Regions from separate parts of the Drosophila melanogaster genome. Here region 1 is linked to region 2. A link is a contact called in public Hi-C data. All regions are on one chromosome and are shown on one strand. The core of a region is the stretch at or near the end of the contact, and the rest is flanking DNA. Distances in the headings are between cores, read along the strand shown.

The links. A called contact is a pair of places that touch in the nucleus more often than the background predicts.
Region 1: a contact with region 2 is called in a Hi-C map of the OSC cell line, with 4 times the contacts expected there. A contact is called at or near these places in 9 of 107 Hi-C or Micro-C datasets (the Kc167 cell line, the OSC cell line, the S2 cell line and 3 more).

The regions. Positions count from the first base shown.
Region 1 is chr3L:4,531,848-4,535,174 of dm6, reverse strand. CG11353 reads right to left here and starts at 2,005. Exons shown (of 6, transcript NM_168093.3): 1 at 1,855-2,005. Tie (Tie-like receptor tyrosine kinase) reads left to right here and starts at 3,030. Exons shown (of 6, transcript NM_079204.2): 1 at 3,030-3,327.
Region 2 is chr3L:4,382,318-4,385,815 of dm6, reverse strand. It overlaps slow (slowdown), which reads right to left and starts at 1,374. Exons shown (of 5, transcript NM_176283.2): 1 at 1,189-1,374.

The DNA.
Region 1 (3,327 bases), core at 756-3,255, 150 kb before region 2:
ACACGCAATACACGCACAACACTACTACGACTCATCATCGATTTCGTTAGAATATTACGCATACGCCTTGTGCGCCCAATTACCGGTTAAACAATCGTCGAAAGAGCGGAAAACCGCACCGAGGGTAACTTATGCAATAATTAACGTTAATAATTTTGCGTTTTATTTCGATTGTATTGGATCTGCGGCCACAAACAAACGGCACGGCGAGTAAAAGTTTTTGAAACGCAACAAAAAGATAAACAAGAAACCAAATAAACGAAACGAGACGAGACTCAACCCAATTCCGCTGGGAGTGCGACTCAAATGGAGACTAAGGTTCAATTGATTACCTTCGTTGCCCGGCGACGAATTTGAGTTGTTGGCCAAATGCCGGGTTGAGTCTCGATATTTGAGTTGTTATTTTCAACCTGGAGTGAGTTATGCGCAGGTGTAAAGACATCGGTACTTCCATTGATTTTGCACCCAAACTGCTGACCACACACAATTGATCGTGTGTTGGTGCTGGCCTTTCGTTTTCGCTTTGACACACTCGCACACAATCGCAGCTCACTCATACGTAATAATTCGCAGGTTATTGTTTATTATGTTATGACTAAAGGTGCGCGTGTAATCAAAATTAACCGACGAAATGCGGTTAAAGAATTATGTGATTACTCCACTTGTGGGCCATGACAATAAAATGGGTAAATCGTAAAACGCATCGAAAGTAATAAAAGAAGAAATCTTTGAGAACAAGAATTTAAATGTGCTTTACTTCACAAAATGTTCCAATAAATCTTCAGTTTTATACAAGCCATTAAACTCGATTTAAAGACAAGTAGTTAGGCAACAGATAATTTGATTAACATATTAGGAATATTTATGCGTGCTTGTGATAGAAATTAACTACCAATTTCATAATCAACAATGAAAATCGTTTGGAAATGGGCCTATTATTAAAATACACAGAAAAATATATACATGCTTTGTAAAATTTCTTTTACTTGTTATAATCATGGAACTAGGTAACTATATTTATTTGCTTTATACTCATTAAGGTTATTCCAAATTTTTCTGTGTAAGTTTGACTTTGGCAGCTATTGGTAATCAAGAACATTGAAATCCCATTATGGATCTCTGTTTTTTTCTCGCTGTGCACGGCTGACGCTTTTTGCTCGTTTTCTCGCTTTCCTAAGCGATCTTTTTGTTGGTTTTGCATAATTTAGACGCCGCTTCTTTTGTGGCAAGCACGACTCGAGACGCCCATCGAGATATATGTGCATATATATATATATATATATATGCATATGGACTTTGGCTATTGGGGAATTTCGAAATATGTTTGATCTGCATTTACATAATACTCCCGAACTCGCGGTATCGTCAAAGATTTCGTACGGAGAGAGTGGGGAATCGGGTGAGATGCGGATTCACACTAATGGCCAGCTTATTGGACACTGTTTGTGGGCACTTGTTGATCAGAACCCAATTAACAAGTCCTATTTGCACAGAGTACAGAACTCGCTGGAATTGCCACTCACTGATTGGTGTTGTTTTTTTTTTTGGGAACTTCTCATGTATCGTATTTCGAAACACGTTAAGCGCTTCAATTTTCACTTTTTCCTACATTCCGGCGGCAGTTAAGATTACTTTTATTGAGACATTACCGAGATGAGATCCGCGTGTCTCTGATGGAATGGAGTCTCTTCTGTTTGGATTTTGAGTCCGAACTTGGACCGACTTTCGTTTTCGTTTCTTTCGCTGGCTGATAAAACGCACTGCACAACAGATTAGCTGGCTATACTATATGTATGTAGTGCCCACTCTTTCTTCTTGGCCTCTTGCCTCTCTTTCGCATTTAACTTGGCTTACTCTGGCCCTGCAACTTGTTTCGGTCTTTTCTGCCTTTTGTCAGCTTCTGTTGACGTTAACCGAATTTCGTTTTCATTTTCGCTTATATTTTTTTTTTTGTTTTGATGAGGGCCACGACGCGTGCAACGTTTTGGTAACAACTGTGCGCCGCTGCATTTTGGCTCAAAGTTTTATAAACTTGGTCGCTGGTCAAATCGAGTGGGACTGCGCTGCAGCAGCGCAGCCGCGGCGCAGCAGCCGAGAGATAAATCAACAATTGGAATTTCAGTCTCAAGATCAACAAAAGACGACCGACTCCCGACGACCGACTCCCTTACGCGCCCGAGTCCGAGTTTTCAGTTTTCAGTTTTTAGTGTTCAGTCCGGATTTGTCAGTGGTCAGTAGTCGTTATTTTTTGCTTGGACTTCGGCTATTTCGCTCGTCAATTGCACGCACATTTGAAACTCTCTTTCTTCTCATTTTGGCTCTTTTTTTAACTCTTTCGCGGGATCTTCAGACCCTTCAATAAGCCAATAAACTGCAATCATAAAACACATTTTTTAGGGGCATTAAATACATACATTTATTGTAAAAGTTGTTAACGACAGTCGCATTATTTTTATTAGTTCATAAAAACGTATGCTTTTTTTCCAGTGCAGAACTTATTGCTTTAATTAATTGCATAAATACAAGATCTGTAGGTTAACTGGCATCTTCCAAAATACATTTTAATTGGGTTTATGTTACTTATTTTACACCCTGAGGTCAACAGGTTTCTGCAAATGCAACGATGTAAAAAGTAAAAGGGAATAATTTTAGTAGTGATTAAGAGCAACAACAAGCTTGATGGAAGGGAAATGTTAATCAGGTACCAATTACTAAGGTAACTTGTAACTCAATTTTACTGAAGATTCATTTTATTTAATAAATGACGTAGTTATAGAAATCTAAGTGTTAATTTTAATTTTTAAATAAATGGGTTTATCCTTTCCTAATTAAACCATTTAAATTCCCAACGGTTCGGTGTCCACATTAGGTTCCCCAAAACTCCGGCAGATGGCGTTGCGGTATAAAGCTACCTGTAGCACCTGTCTCGCTCACCTGCAAAAGCTCGGCTTTCGCTTTAAGCTCTTCTTTGGAAGCTTCGCTCATCCGATCGCGCACCTTCGCTCAGTTGATTCGCGCAACTTGAGGCCAACAGTTCGAATACGCGATACGCGCGCATGCGATTTACCGGCCCACGCAACCACCCCCCGCCTTCGAACGAGAGCGAGCGAGAGGCAGATAGAGAAACTACTCCACGCTGCTTGCCAAACAAAATAAAAAACGTTGTGGGTGCTGAAACGAAACCGAAAATCCAAAAAGCAGAAGAAACGCACGAAATTCATAAAAATACGCGTATTAACCAAAAAAAAAGCTGTGCATCTGTGTGTTTTTTCGATATTGTGCGTGTGTTGAAAGAATACTAAAAAGTTGACAAGTGCAGAATGAAAA
Region 2 (3,498 bases), core at 125-2,624:
CGATCGCTTTCCACGGATCGTGCCCCAAACTTCGATTTCTGATTGCTCACCTGCCAAACGATATGTGTGAGAATGCAGAATGCACGTTGGGGCAAACAAAAAAAAAACGAAACTCATTTAGCCATATGTATGCATAATTGTTAGCCAAACTAGTCTAAACAATGGAAAGTATTGATACATCTATTTTTGATTTGTGTCGTTTTCCGCTTTGTCACATTATTTACACTAATTTTTGATGGCGATAACGTCACAAGATTTACATATTTATTTTGGTTGCATTCATGTCAGCAATAATGTTGGGCTATAAAATGTTCATTTCGATAGTGAAGAAAAATGGTTATATAAAATATATATATTTTAAACTTATCTAAAAGAGTAAAAATAAATTACAAGATTTCCGCAGAACAATCTTTGTTTACGCAAAAACGAAGCAATGAATTAATCCTTTATCAGATCATTGTTGAAAGAAATAAAATTTATTGAGCAATTTATTGCCATTTCGAAATAAATAATTTGCATTGAAGAAAACACGGAAACAAATTACACTGTCTTAAACACTTTTTATCAAGGTGCAAATTACCGTAGAAAATTACCAAGAAAATTATCACAAATTGTACATTGAAAACTACTCAGAATTATTGACAATTATTTAATAAAGACATTGTCTTGAAGTTCTCACGATAATTAATTCTTAGACCATTTATGGCATTGTTTGGCAGCCAAAGCGCATATGTAAATGGTAAGCCAACTTAGTTAGCCGCTCCACAAAAATGCAAATTACGTCCATAAGTGACATGTAACTCCTAGACAGGATAGGCAATGCGATTTTGAGCAAGATTAATGCACTAGGAAATGTCGCACCGCGCTTTGACACACATTCAAATCATAAGTAATTGCAATTAATTAAAGCTATTTGCATGTGACTTACACACGGCGAACAAATTCCAACTGACCCAGCCAGTGTTCAGAGAAAAACAGAGATAATCTTGCCCAGATTTAAAATTCCTCTTTATAGAGATGACCCGAAACACGCGCGAATAAATCAAAGCACAATTATGCCAAATTTGCAATCACAAACAATAAATTGAATTGAGTTTTCGCGCTGACATTAAGCAGATACGCGGCACTGTGCCTTTTTTGTACAATAAAATATTTTAATGGCCGTGAATGGGCCTTTTCGAAACATACTATATATATATATTTGTGAAATATATACGGCTCTTGTGATTTTCCGGATTCTGCGTTAGCCGCTTCCGTATGCCAGGCACAAAAACCGAGCGAACTGGCTGCGATCTTTGAGATACAAATTTCCAGCTGGCGCGGCGGAGCTAACGAAATCCAAACCGATCGCTTAGAAGTCCCGAGACGAACTGAAAATGCACAGCCGAAACCGAAAGTCCAGTTAACGATCGGCGATCGACGGCGCTGCCAGTGCAGTCGGAAAGTGGAGCCAAAAGTATATAGATTGTATACTCTGAACACTCCGAACATCGGTAAATATTTAGTTATTTTCTTAAACATTGATTCATTCATATATCAGTAGCACACTTTACTTTTTGTTTACTTCTTTGGAATCGGGATAACTGTAGATGCCGTAGAAAATACGTCGAGTTTTCTGAAATCTACATATATATTTGTTTTTAAAAATATCTTTACCTGATATTTTAGCAAAATTTTGAAAAGGGTAAATTTCTCTAAAATAAGAAGCCACACAAACTTCTACAAATATGTAAGATTTTACTACTCAATTTATCTTGCTAAATATCAGTGGAATTTTAATATGTTTCTCAGGTGTATTCTTATTAGTCTGTATATAATCTGTATATATTTTTTTACAGCTAGAAATAGCCAGCTGGTCTGCACTGTCAGACCAGTCGAAGCCCATGTTCGGTGCACATTGGCTGGTTCGCTCAAACGAAATTGGACCGATGGGGGCACAAGTTGGCTTCCTTTGTTCGATGCAACTGTGGAGCGGATGAATTCGCCAGGCGGAAGAACTCTTTGTGGTGGGGCTGAGGGGCGCAGTGGTGGGTGGTGGGCGGCGCAGTGGGCAGGTATGCCCTCGGCTGGTCGTTGGCTGGTTTTTGAGTGCGTTACAGCTGTTTTGTTTATAGGAGGATCATCTCTGCACTCTCTGCACAGTTCAAACTATTTGGAAGTTGCGGTTTGTGCTTTTTATGGTCCGCCGTTGTTGTTCTTGCGGCCACGGCTGCTTTTGTTGCATCTTCTTCGGTCGGTGGCAAGTTGTTAAGTTAAATATTTACCCACCGCTGCCGGGCAGCCAGTTTAGGCCACGGCTCGCTGATCTTTCACATCGAGAATCCGAGTCCCAGAGCGAAGAAGAACTCGTTTCCAGCCCTTCTGTCCATATCGGGTGCTGGATCTGTCGTTGTCATCATAAGAGTGCTACTGTCAACCACACTCGAAAAATGCCACTAAGTCTAGATTTAATCAAAAATTCATGGGTTAAACATGATAAAGGTTTTAAATGTACTTTAATTCATGTCCTAAGTAAGTCTGTTATATTATATATGTACAGTACTTTCCTTAAGCATAATCACTTTTGTATATAACTTTTTTGATTGTGCTAGATACAATAGTTTCGCCAAGTGCATTGCCACATACTATTAGCCACTGGCAACAGAATAGCTGCCCACTGTCTAAATGCTGAGCACATTGGACATGTCAAAAGGATTTGCGCCTGCGCTGTGGAACATCCAGCATTCAGCATTCGTCCGTGCGAATCCATCCCATAAACTGGTTGCACATTCCCTGGCCAACAGAATGGTCATAAATCGAACAATGTGCCAGCCATTGACAGTTCGCTTAGCTGCACAAAGGTACTACGGTCTTCTCTTAATATTATGTGTGTGTTGCTTCGGTTTCCTCGCCGCCGACAATCACAATTTATTGGGCTATTAGCTGCCACTTGAGTGGGGACTTTGGGTTTGGGGAACACCCACGCCGCGTTCCCAAATCGAATTCAAATAAAGCATAAAAGCATAAGAGCTGAGATAACAAAGCCGGGTACCCCGCTCAGACAATTAACTGATAACAATTCATTAGCATTTCGTGTGGGTTGCCCATCGCCTTCGTCATAATCACGATCTTTTTCATCAGTTGCAGCAGCTCTGCATTGGAGTTTAGGTAATTTGACAGCCATTTGATGACCGACAACATGTGGCCAAAGTGTATCTTCTTAACTGGTTTAGGTGGGAAAGCATAATGGATTCGATTTTGTTACAGGCAATATATTTTTAATGAGAAGTATGAAAGACAAGCCATGCTTAAAAGGTTTACTAAGGTTAAGAACCATAACTTCGTTACGATTGTTATGTATTTAGCATTTTATTTGAAATTAACATGTTATTGCTCGCATGTGCTAATTTTAATTCAGAGCAGAATTTAGTCATCTTGATGTTATCGGCGCGTGTGTCAGCACATTTGTTTGATTCTCGGCCGTAAGATCGTAACTTTTCACATGCCCTGTCAGCCATT